2 separate regions of the Mus musculus genome follow, and region 2 is linked to region 1. Evidence: chromatin contacts called from public promoter capture Hi-C data. All regions are on one chromosome and are shown on one strand. The core of a region is the stretch at or near the end of the contact, and the rest is flanking DNA. Distances in the headings are between cores, read along the strand shown. Region 1 has its middle 7.7 kb from the start of Eng. Region 2 overlaps Stxbp1 (syntaxin binding protein 1).

What was found. Capture Hi-C pulls out chosen DNA fragments and counts their contacts.
Region 2: a contact with region 1 is called in a promoter capture Hi-C map of liver. The contact joins two enhancer-like sites. A contact is called at or near these places in 4 of 39 promoter capture datasets (the C10 cell line, the HPC-7 cell line, HPC-7-derived erythroid cells and 2 more), 1 of 15 datasets of contacts at CTCF or cohesin (large pre-B cells), 1 of 484 Hi-C or Micro-C datasets (pancreatic cancer cells) and 4 of 9 other capture datasets (adipose tissue, embryonic trunk, liver and 1 more).

What each region holds. Positions count from the first base shown.
Region 1 is chr2:32,635,740-32,642,105 of GRCm38.p6, forward strand. No RefSeq gene overlaps it. Among named protein-coding and RNA genes, the nearest start is that of Eng, 7.7 kb to the right of the region's middle. Within about 2 kb of position 2,517, at least 112 of the 459 cell types and tissues checked have an H3K27ac peak or open chromatin away from gene starts, as enhancers often do.
Region 2 is chr2:32,815,325-32,821,690 of GRCm38.p6, forward strand. Stxbp1 (syntaxin binding protein 1) reads right to left here. Exons shown (of 19, transcript NM_009295.2): 4 at 4,510-4,586; 5 at 3,103-3,181; 6 at 1,962-2,065. Among named protein-coding and RNA genes, the nearest start is that of Gm24165, 13 kb to the right of the region's middle. Within about 2 kb of position 2,682, at least 54 of the 459 cell types and tissues checked have an H3K27ac peak or open chromatin away from gene starts, as enhancers often do.

The sequences.
Region 1 (6,366 bases), core at 1,267-3,766:
AGGTCGGTGGGGGCCAGCCTGGGTCATAATGTAAGAACTGATGTAAAAGGAAAGAAAAAAGGAAGGCCAGCTGGCCTCCCTTTTATATGTCCAGTTCTAGGCCAGCCAAAGTAACCCCAGCATTTTGGATACAGAAATGGAAGGATCATGGAAAATTCAAACCAGCCAGGTAAACCTGGATCTCTAAGCAGCTAGACAACAGAGTGAAAGTCACTCTCAAACTCCACTCCCTGTTAAAATAAGAAAGAAAGAAAGAAAGAAAGAAAGAAAGAAAGAAAGAAAGAAAGAAAGAAAGAAAGAAAAAAAAAAGACAGAAACAAGAACAAACAAAACAAAACAACAAACCCAAGCTAGAACCTGCACACACCTTCCAGTATGTTCTGCATGGCCTCTCGATGACAGGTAATCCATAAGACAGTATAGATAGTATACGTGCTATTATACTGTAAGGAGCAGAACGTCATCTCCATATAGATATCAGGGCGGGGGAAATCCTTTTTTTGTTTGTTTTGAGACAAAGTCTTGTGTTATGTAGCCCTGGCCGGCCTGGAACTTGCTATGTAGAACAGAATGGCCTCGAACTCACAAGAGATCCTCCCGTGTTTGCCTCTGGAATCCTGGGATTAAAGATCGGTGCCACCACCCCCTGCCAAAAGGCCACTCATTTGAGATGAGGCTTGCTGTGTTGTCAAGGCTGGTCTTGAGCTTCTAGCTCCAACTCCCTTTTCCTCCCAAACTCTGAAATTCCAGGCAGGTGCCAACACACACACACACACACACACACACACACACACACACACAACTACAGGATTTGAGCCACCAAAGACACTTCAATCCTAAAGGATGACTTGAAGTGACTTGGAGGAATTAGGACATTTTCCAGAATGCTCATAGCCATTGTGACCATAGCAGGATCCCTCACTGTTACCCCACCAGTACACCGTACTTGTGTGGTTTCCCTCTTCTTCCCAAATTTCCTCAAGGCAGGTTCGCTGAAGCCAGGGGTGATGCAGGACCACACTCTGCATTTGACCTTGCGGGACCTCACGCTCACATTCTGCAGGCACGCTGCCCCTGAGTTCCGGCTGGCTGGGGCCAGACCTCTCCGCATTGAGGACTGCTCTGCCTCTCATCTTACTTGGTCCTATAATAGGACAACTATCCTGATGAAGTTCCTCCTTCCAAGTCATCCTCTGGCTTCTCCTGGAGTCCAAGCTGCTTTCTGCACTGCTGTTCCTGCATACCCACAGCTAGCTAGGGAGGATGTAAGTGCTCAAGTTTGAGCCTTAAGAACAAGGAGTTCTTGTAGGTAGGGCCCGTGGGAGGGTTTACAGCCAGGCAAGAAGGTCTGACCTGCAGTTTTTCCAGCATACCGGAATCCTGAAGGAGCTTGGGGAAAGCCGGTTGGCTAGGCATTGCGCTGCACACTTGTAAACCCAGCCCTTGGGAGGCTGAGACAGGAAGACATCACGAATGCAAGATCAGCCAGGGCTACAAGAAGGAACACCAGACCTAGTGCCTGGAGAGATGGCTCAATGGCTAAGAGAACCTTTATAGAGGACCAAAGTTCTGTTTCAGGGACCCATGTGGGAAGGAGGGGATGAGGGCTCACAATTGCCTCTAACTCCAGCTCCAGGGGACCCCAAACCCTTCTGGATTCCAAGAGTACCCACATTCATGTACATGAACACACACATATAAAAATAGTATTTTTTTTTTTTTTTAAATCAGGGCTAGGGCTGGGGCTACAGTTCAGTGGACTGAATGTTTGTGTAGCACACAAAGTTCTGGGTTTGATCCCCAGTGCTGTGTAAACTCGACATGGTGGCACATGCAAGTCATTGTAGCATTTGAGCTTAGAAGCAGGAGGAGGAGAAATATAAGGACCTAGGAGCCTATAGGAAGTTTGAGGGTAGCCTGGGCTACATGAGAGCTTGTCTCAAAAAAAAAAAAAAAAAACTAATTAAAAAACAAAGCAGGTCAGGTGCAGTGATGGCTTCCAGGCAGCTGGCCGCCAGGTCACACTGCCGTCAGCTCAGGAAAACCAGCTCTGCTCTTCAGCGGCTGAAGCAGAGGTCAGAGGAAGGCAGTAGCCTGCTGGTGCGGAGCAGGGTCTTCTCTGGCGTCACTGGGGTGTGGTGGGCATCAGAAGGTCACCGATGCTGTCATTGTCTTCTGGTCTCTAGGGACATTCCAGGCAGCTGTTTGTTGCAGTGTGGGGGGAATGTTCTCTGTAGCTTGTAAGATTGATGCTGCTATGCCCAGAGAGTGTCAGAGAAAGCATGCTGCAGGCAGGCATTGCAGGGGGCGGGGTGGCCTCAGATGCCTCCCCTGGACTGCACCCCCATGCCTTGGCCTCAGGGCCCCCTGAGTGCCTGGGCCGGAGGCACTGAAGTGGGAGAGGAAGGAAGTGGGGAGCAGAGGAGGCCAAGGCTGTCGCCTCCCAGACCCGAGAGGGGCCTCGAGTAAACAGGAAGGCCTGGCGGCTCCACGGTGGGGGTGTTTGGAGGGCTGGGGGCCAGGAGCCCTTCTGAACATGTGCAGACTGTGAACACAGGGCTTCCTTGCTGGGGAAGTGGGCCCAGAGAGGTTGTAAAGCTTCACCTAGATTGCAGAGCAGTAACACTTTCATCTGCCTCCCCGCTACCCCCAAGTCAAAGTCATCTATCTCTCAGGCCTTAGATTCTCTTAGTCCCTGGAGACCTGCCAGGAGCCCAAAAATCCTGGATGGTTCTAATGTACATATGAAAAAATATATATTTATTCAAACTGCTTAGAGTTAAGAAGGAAGAATCTACTTTCTTCTTTTTTTCCTCTCTTTCTCTCTCTCTCTTTCTTTCTTTCTTTCTTTCTTTCTTTCTTTCTTTTTCTTTCTTTCTTTCTTTCTTCCTTTCTTTCTTTCTTTCTTTTTTCTTTTGTTTGTTTTTCCAAGATGGGATTTCTCTGTACAGTAGCTCTGGCTGTCCTGGAACTTGTTCTGTAGCCCAGATTGGCCTTGAAATTATAGAGATCCGGGACTGGCGAGATGGCTCAGTGGTTAAGAGCGCCGACTGCTCTTCCAAAGGTCCCGAGTTCAAATCCCAGCAACCACATGGTGGCTCACAACCATCCATAATGAAACCTGATGCCCTCTTCTGGAGTGTCTGAAGACAGACTTTCATATAATAAATAAATAAATCTTTAAAAAAAAAAAAAAAGAAAAGAAATTATAGAGATCCATTTGCCTCTGCTACACAAGTGGGCTTTTCCACCACTGCCCAGCAAGAACCCACTCTTGATTTTGTTCCGAGACAGGTTCTCCCTGTGTATTGCATGCTGTCTTGGAACTTAAAATTCTCCCGAGTGCTGGGATTACAGACGCACTGTGATCGGATCTTGGGGTACAGGTTGCCACAGGAACATGGCTCCTGCCATTGGAAACAGAAGGTCACTTTGAAGGCATCTGTTCTTCTAATGCACGGGTGCCTGACCCCTGGCACCAGCTGCATTTTGGGGACATTGTCCCCTCTCTGGGAGGCTGTCCTTAGGCTCACATGCCTCTCTGCACCCACATTCTGGGGCTTCAGACTGTCACTTAAGAGACATGGCACTGTGCAAGCAGGTAACAAGGCCCATCATGTCCCTCTAGTGTGTCTAACATGGCTGCTATTCCCACCACCCACACCAGGCAGTTCACAACCATTCATAACTCCAGCTCCAGGAGACCCAATGCTTCTGGCCTCCTGGGGTATTACATGCAGACACACACACACACACACACACACACACACACACACACACACACCTACACATAATTTAAAAATAATACAAATTTAGCTGGGTGTGGTGGTACATGCCTTTAATGCTAGCACTTGGGAGGCAGAGACGTGGATCTCTATGAGTTCAAAGCCACCTTGGTCAACAGAGTTCTGGGGCAGCCAGGGCTACACAGAGAAACTCTGTCTCAACACCCCCACTCTCAGCTCCACCACAACCACCACCCCCCAAAAAGGAAAAAGAGATAAGAAAGAAAGGAAAGGAAAAGAAACAAACATAGCCGTTGACCTAAGGAAGTGTCTGTTTGTGATGGGAAAGGACACCATATCAGCTAGTGGCCCAAAGGCCTGCTGTTCATGTGAGAGAGGTATCTTATTTTTATGTGTAAGGGTGTTTTGCCTGTGTGTATATCTGTGCACCATAAATGCCTGGTGCCTGAGGAGACCAGAAGAGGGCATAGGATCCCCTGGAACTAGAGTGACAGATGTCTTTGAGCTGCCATGTAGGTGATGGTCCTTTGGAAGAACAGCCACTGTTTTTAAAGACTGAGCCATCAAGAGAGGCCATTGTTAAAGAGACAGTCAGGGGCTGGAGAGGTGGCTCAGTGGTTAAGAGCACTGGCTGTTCTTCCTAAGGTCCTGAGTTCAACTCCCAGCAACCACGTGGTGGCTCACAAACTTTTGTAACTCCAGTTCCAGGGGCATCTGACGGGTCTTGTCACATCCTTGGGTACTGTACACACATGATACATATACCTACACATAGGTCCACACACATACACATAAAATTAAATGTTAAAAGGGACAGTCAGAGCTGGGCGTGGTGGTGCACGCCTTTAATCCCAGCACTTGGGAGGCAGAGGCAGGCGGATTTCTGAGTTCGAGGCCAGCCTGGTCTACAAAGTGAGTTCTAGGACAGCCACGGCTACACAGAGGAACCCTGTCTCAAAAAAAAAAAAAAAAAGGGATGGTCAGAGGGAGCCTTGCTTTCTGAGAGGAGACTCCAAAGGGGAGGAAAACTGGTGCTCCCTAGACACAAAGGGATGTGCAGAGGCCTGGAAGTAAGCATGGTCAAGACACACTGGAGTCAGTGTCACTGGGGTGGCATGAGCAAGGGGGAAAGGGAGATCAAAGAAGGGAAGGGTCCTCGTCGGCTGCTTGAGAAGTCTTGGTTATAGGACAGAGTAAGGCTACCACTGGACTCCACTTGAACAGGCTTCCTGCCTAGAGCGGAGATGGGGCTGTGTCAAAGGAAGAAGGAAGCAGAATGCGGCTACATGACCTTGATCTCCCAGAGGGGACAGTTACAGAGGGCTGGATGAGGCTTGCTAGGGCTTGGATGGAGTGGCAGCCCAAGGGAGAGTGACAGACTGAGGCAGACTGGAACCCTGCAGTAGGTGCAGGCAGTCAGAGGCATCCTGGAGCCCTGAGCTGTGAGAGTCCTGGGGGGAGGGGGGAGGGGCCAGTGCCCACCAGGCACGGAAAGCTTTCTGTGTGACAGTGTCCCCAGGAACAAGTTTCCAGCCTCGAACTGGGGAAGCATGCAGAACAGTCCCTGGAGAGACTGAGAAGGCACGGGCCTGTCCGATGAATGTGATTTGGGCTCTGTTTTGTTTTTTTTTTTTTAAATAAAGCCTCATGAAGGCTAACCTACTCAGTGTGTAGTTGAGGATGGACTTGAACGACTGATCCTCCTGTCTCAACTGGCTAAGAGCTGGGACTGCAAATGTGTGCTTCCTCACATCGGCACTCTGTCAACTGAGCTACTCCCCAGATCCAGTTTGGCTTTTTTTTTTTTTTTTTTTTTTTTTTTTTTAAAGATTTATTTATTAATATATGTAAGTACACTGTAGCTGTCTTCAGACACTCCAGAAGAGGGAGTCAGATCTTGTTGCGGATGGTTGTGAGCCACCATGTGGTTGCTGGGATTTGAACTCTGGACCTTTGGAAGAGCAGCCGGGTGCTCTTACCCACTGAGCCATCTCACCAGCCCCCCCAGTTTGGCTTTTAAAAAAACATTAGTGTGTGTGTGTGTGTGTGTGTGTGTGTGTGTGTGTGTGTGTGTGTGTGTAAAGGCCATGTTACCCATATGAGGATCAGAGGGCAACTTGTAGGAGTTAGTGTATTCTGTCCACCGTGTAGGTTCTGAGGATCAAACTCGGGTCATCAGGCTTGGTTGCAAGCCTCTTTATCCCTTACTCCCCCTAATTTGGCCTTTCTTTTTTTTCTCTTTTTAAAAATTGTGCCGGGCGTGGTGGTGCACTCCTTTAATCCCAACACTTGGGAAGCAGAGACAGGCGGATTTCTGAGTTCAAGGCCAGCCTGGTCTAGAGAGTGAGTTCCAGGATAGCCAGGGCGACACAGAGAAACCCTGTCTCGGAAAAAAAAATCGTTTTATTTTGCATAATTTTTTGCCTGTGTGTGTCTGGTGCCCAGGGCAGCCAGAAAAGGATGTCAGATCTCTAGATTTGGAGTTACAGGTATGTGAGCCACTGGGAAGCACGCCAGGACCCCTGTAGTAGTAGCAAGGGCTCTTAGCTGCTGAATTATCTCTCCACTTCTGCCTTGGCTTTTTGGGACTAGGCTGACTCTGACCTCATGGAGAACCACT
Region 2 (6,366 bases), core at 1,432-3,931, 180 kb after region 1:
GCCCCAGATGGCTCTGTGTGTGTTCGCACGTGTGCACGTGTGTATGCATACATGGGTGTGCATACGTGGGTGTGCGTGCATGTGCATGTGTATGCCTGGACTCACAGGGGAGGGAGGTCTGAGAAGGGTCTCAAGGAGGTGAGGTGTTTGCTGCCAGCAGAAGGCTCGAGAAGGGAAGGGTGAAGCCCAAGATCTTACTTAGGGTGTGGTGTGTGCACCTAGCGTGTCCTGTGAGCGATGCTGGAGAGCAGTGCAAGTGTTCATAGGCCAGTCTGAGTTTGCTTTCAATAAACAACGCATGATCTGGAGATTGTGCCACAACTGTGGGCAAATAAGGGAGCTTTTTATAGGTTTAATGATATCCTGTCTCCAGCAAACTGCTCTAAGTACTCTCCTCCTCCTCCTCCTCCCACCCCTTTCTGTAAAGGGCTGTGGAAGTTCGACTCTCTCTTTAAGATGAAGCCAACCAACTCTCAGGATTCTCTCAAGTTCTCACTTGTTAAACTACCTGCACCTCCCTGTGAAAGTGGTGGTGGTGATGATGGAGACAAGGCCTTACTCTGTCCTTCAGGCTGACCTGAAACTCACAACTTAGCCCAGGCTCGTATTAGATTTGAGGTACTTCTCTGACCTCAGAATCCTAAGTGCTGGGTTACAGGGTTGAGAACAAGTTCAACTTAAAACGTGATTTGTATGTATGTATGTATGTATGTATGTATGTATGTATGTATTATTTATTTAGTTTTATTTTTGAGACAGGGTTTCTCTACACATCCCTGGCTGGCCTAGAACTCACTCTGTAGACCAGGCTGGCCTCAAACTCACAGAGATCTGCCTGCCTCTGTCTCCCAAGTGCTGGGACAAAAGGTGTGCCTGGTAAAAACTGATTTTTAAACTTCCTACTTTCTCATGCTTTCTGAAAAATAATGCTTTTATGTGCTAACCCTGGACTGCGTTTACTTAGGCGATGCTGGGGTATAGAGAAGCAGGTAAGCATATTCGGCTCTCCAGGGGGAGACAGGTTTCAGGGCAAGCAAAAAGGCACTGAGCCAGCTCTGATGTTCACATTGTACCTGTCCCCTCTCTTTTTCTCTTTCCTCTCCTCCCCACCCTATTTCCCTTTTCTTTTCTTTCTTTTCTTTCTTTTCTTTTCTTTTCTTTTTTTTTTTTTTTTTTTTTTTTTTTTTTTGGACAGGGTGTCATATAGCCCAGCTTCACCTCTAACTTGTTATAACTGAGGACAGCCTTGAACTCCTGATCCTCCTGCCTCTACGCACCTTCCAAGTGCTAGGAATACAGGCTTGCCACCACACTCAGTTTATAAAGCCCAACTGCAGCTGGCTTTGCGCCTTCTAGAGAAGCACTCTACCACCCAAGCTCCATCCAGCCCCTGCCTAACAATAGGCTACCCCACAGTGTTAGGAGCTCATCTATAAAGATCCATATATATCTTTCAATACCACAGAACACATACAAATCCTATGGTTTTTGGTTCCTTCTGCCAAGAGAAAACATTTGGATAAGCTCTAACATACTCAAATAAATTTCATATATTCTCTCAATCAGCTTTACCTTTGTGGAGATAAAAGCTTTATATTTTTTTCCACGGGGAGTTGCTGTTGGAACCTCCGGGTAAGGGTGGATGAAGTGCTAACAGCTTATGATGGAGGTGACCATCTGCTCTCAGCACATGACAAGCTGGGGTAACTGCCAATAAAAACAGCCTCCTATGCAGCAGATGGGTGCTCTAGAGTCTGCCCTTCCTCCTCGTCCCCTTTTAGGAACAAGCTACTTTGGTTATTCAAGGAGTCAGTGAAGAGGAGTGGGCAGTGCTCGGTGGTGCTTGGGCAGCACGGAGACCACTGCAGTCAGTAAGGGCGGGTGAAGGGATGACATCATCGGGCAGACACCATGGCAGCCCATTTCCCTTAAATAAACATCCGCACAGAAACAGACCGCACCTGGGACTCATAGGGGAGAAACGCAATGTTGATTTCCGTCAGCGTCTTGATGACTTTGGCTGCTCGGGATTTTACCAGCTCGTTAAATAGGGCATCTGGACACGCTGCAAGAATGAGAAAAAACAGTGGGGTTTCTGTCCATCCGTCTGTCCGTCCATTCATCTGCCAGCTCAGTCAACAGCCATGATGTCACTGCACCTATTTTTACTCAGATTCTAAAAAGGCACCTAGTAATACCTGCATCCCGTCCATGAGTTCCAGAGATGGAAAAGTACCTGCAGGGCCCTCAACACAGCAGCCAGCAGCTGACTGCGCTACCCAAGCCAATAAAGACTAGGTGCTGCTTCCAGGCAAAGGAGAGCACACAAGCAGGCGTTGAGAAAGGGTGAGGAAGAAAGCACACAGATTTGATGATGGAACCAAGAGCCAGCACAGGAGGCTCCTGGTGGAAAAACAGCTTGAGGTGCCAGGAGGGGTTCCATTCCTTTTCTGCAGTCTCAGCAGGGGTTGGGGTGTTACCCCGAGGGAGAAGAGTGGCGAGGCTACCACTCTGTCGCTGTGGCTGCTCCACTCGGAAAACTTATCCACACACAACCCAGCACAAAATCAAAAAGGCAACTCTGGGCCAGCCCATTGGAACAGTTATGGTCCAAAGACCTCACAGAAACAGCCCACGGGCTCCAGAGAATTCTGAATGGCCTTGTAATGGAGCACCCGGAAACTGTGCTCAGCAGGAAGCCCTCTGCTCCCAGAGGAGCCTGGTGGGCTAGCTTTCATCAGAAAGACAACAACTGCTACTACTTCTCCTTCTCTTTCTGATAGTGTTATACATTTGTGCATGTGTGTGTATACACTCAACGTGTGTGTGTATGTGTGTGTGTGTACACTTGTGCACGAGTGAATATATGCTTGTGCGTATGTGTGTGTATACACTCACATGTATGTTGTATACCTGTGCATGTGTGTGAGTATACACTTGTGCATGTGTGTGTGTGTCTTACAGTGTTCATCTGCTGAAGAGAGAAGATTAAGTAACTGTAGTACCGCTCATTTCTTCTGCTGTCCTGCCCCAGCTCAGCCTCCATGGAACTGTGAAGAAATGCCAACCTGGGCCAGCAGGAGCAGCCCATGGGGTACTTACAGTCTGTGAAGAACACATGCGCAGCCCGATATTTAGCAGTCGGCGGGTCCTTAAAATCACTGATCAGAGAGTGGACAGACTGTAAATAGGGGGGAAGGGGGACATTAAATTCAATTTTAGAAGCCAGTGCAACCTAAATCTGACTAAATCCACTGGTTTTGGGCTGCTTGTACTACAACAATGGTTTCCAGTGTGTGTCTCTAGTACTTCTGGTGTTTAGTCACAACCAGCTCTGAGCACTTAAAGGTAAGATTACTCCAGAATGTGGTTCACTCCAGAATGGCAGTGTCAGTGCCACTGGAACCTGGACTCACAAAACTGTTCAGAACCTTCGAGAAGATTCATAGGGATGTTCTGGCAGAAACTTACCTGAAGACCAGATTTTGAAAGTGAAGGCAATATGTGAAGACCAGGGGATTTTAAAAATAAATAAATAAATAAGCCCTTGGGGTTTCTATTGCTGAGCTAAACACTGTGACCAAAAGCAACTTGGAAAGGGAAGGGCCTACGTCAGCTCACAGTCCTATATCACTGTCTATTGCTGAGGGAAGGCAGGGCAGACACCTGAGGCAGGAGCTTAGGCAGATGCTACAGAGGAGCACTGCTGACTGTCTTGCTCTCTCGCTCAGCTTATTTTTGAAAGCACATACTACCCAGGACCACTTGGGCCTAGGAGTGGCACTGGCCACACTGGGCTGGGCCTCTCACATCAGTCACCAAGCAAGGAAGTGCCCTACAGACTTGCCTACAGATCATCTGGTGGATGATCTGGCATTTCCAAAACCAAAGTTCCTTTTCCCAGATTAACTTGTGTCAAGTTGACAAAAATAAAAACAGGGCTGGCGAGTTGGCTCAGCGGGTAAGAGCACTCACTGACTGCTCTTCCAAAGGTCCTGAGTTCAAATCCCAGCAACCACATGGTGGCTCACAACCACCTGTAATGAGATCTGACTCCTTCTTCTGGTGTGTCTGAAGACAGCTACAGTGTACTTACATATAATAAATAAACAAATCTTTAAAAAAAATAAAAAACAACAGCAAAACCAAACATCTGGCAAAAACTATCAGCAAAAAGGAGGAAAATGGTCCTGTAAGAATCTGATCTGAACAAGGTGGAAAAACTTGAGTAGCCACAAGCCATAAACCGCCAAAGCTTAGAGGTGGATCTACTGGAGAGCGTGAGGGAACTAGACAGTGGAGAGGGGCACTGGGTCCCAGCTCTGGCTGTCCACTCTGCCCCGCTACTGCATCTCTTGAGGCTCAATGCATGCCTTACTTCTCCCTGCATAAGAGCCCCACTTTCCCTGCTTCTGACAACATGCTTAACCTAGAAATGGCTGGCCCTCGCTCTGTGCCAAAGAGCCTAAGCCCAGAGTCTCAGCCTGAGCGGGGAACTCAGGGATTTACCTTCTCAGATGGGGTGATGAGGTACACGGCCTCCAGGCTGGGGAGTGGCTCTCGGCGCTTGTTGATATCCTCCACAACTACACAAAGACACACAGCCCACAGTGATTAAGAGAACTAGAAGCTATCTGGCCAGGCCCTCAGGCTAGCACACACAACCTACAGAGAGCCCTTCCCCTTCTTTAAGCACCATGTTCCCTGGAAATAAAGCCCATTGCTTCACTTCACCACAGTATTAGAAACTGTGGAACCTACAATAGTAGGCCCTCCCAACTACACTAAGAGCTTTTGAGCTGTTCTCAGAGAGAGGCTGCACTCTGTCAGGACAGACCCTTTGCCCCTTCAGTTTCTTCTCATCTAAACGATCCCCTAGAATTCCTTTCAAATTCCATGACGGCTTCATCTGTCACCAACTCTCTTGAGCTGGGGACACAGCTCATGGTGTAGAGCACTTGCCAGGTACACATGGTTCAAGGTTCAACTGGCAGCTCTGTACACTGAGCCACAGGCCACGGAGGGATGCACCCCTAATAGGCATTGCAAACACATCGTTCATATAACTGCACTTCTTCTAACAGCTCCAGGATGAAGCAAGGCCGGGGGCTTTGGTTTACAAATTTTCTTTACAGACACAGACCAGGTAATATAGACCAGAGTGGCCTTGAATTCAGAGCTCTTCCTGCCTCTGCCTCTGGAGTGCTGGGATTATAAATGTGAGCTGCCACACAAGGCTAGCCCACATAATTATACAACCAGCACTTTACTGACTAACCCATCTCCTTAGCCATTTTCTTTCTGGCACTTGTGTTTATTGGACTCAGTGAAGTAACCGTGGGCAGTAAGAGGCTGCCTGTTTCCATTGTTGTAAGATATGCTGTACCATGAACATTCTACTCTTTTTTTTTTATACACAGCATGTCACTCATAGCCCAGGCTGAACCCAAGCCTCACTACATAGCCCAGGCCATTCTTGAATTTATGATAATCCTCGACTGCTGAGTGTTGAGATTCCAGCCATGTGCCAGCATATCCAACTAACCATCTCCTCTTTTTTTTTCTAATTGTTTATTGACTGAGTTAGTGTGTATGTGTGTGTACATGTGTGCACATGTGTGCACATGGGGGTTGGAGGGAAATCTATGGAAGTAGGTTTTCTCCTTCCACTGTGTGGGTATAGGGATCACAAGTGGGTTATCAGACTTGGCAGCAAATGTCCTTGCCCACCACATTGGATCAGCAGCCCTGACCTTTCTATACTTGATGGGTATTTTGGCTGTTTCTGTGTGGGCCTCTTGTGAGCAACAGTCTGTGGACACTCCAGTTCATGTTTGCTGAGCACATACCTGAGTTAATTCAGAATACACATCTGACTCTGAGCCTGCTGGGCCACATGCACACATACCTTAAACTCTAGCAAATATTGCCAAGTGCTTTTTGGAGCAGCTGTGTGGCCTGGCATGACATCACACTGGGAACTGCAGTTTCCGACGCTTCACTGAGCTTATCAACCCCACACGGAGTCCCTCATCGATATGAAGGTGGAAACTTCTCACATACATGTCAGCTATTTGGGTCTCTTCCTTCCTTAAGTATTTTGGTTTTGTTTCCCCCCTCTTCTGGGTAGAGTGTCGTCTTGCTTTTTAAAACGTTTATTTTTAAAGTATGCATATAGGTGTGTCTTTCTTTGGGTTTGTGCCCATGAAGGCCAGCAGAGGGCACCAGATTCCCCTAATGTAGGTGCTGGGAACTGAACCTGTATCCTCTGCAAGACTCTTAACCACTGAGCCATGGCTCCAGCCCCAGTCTTCTTTCTCCACCTAGCCCTTCTATTCGGCATTCCTTTATCATACCCTTACAGAG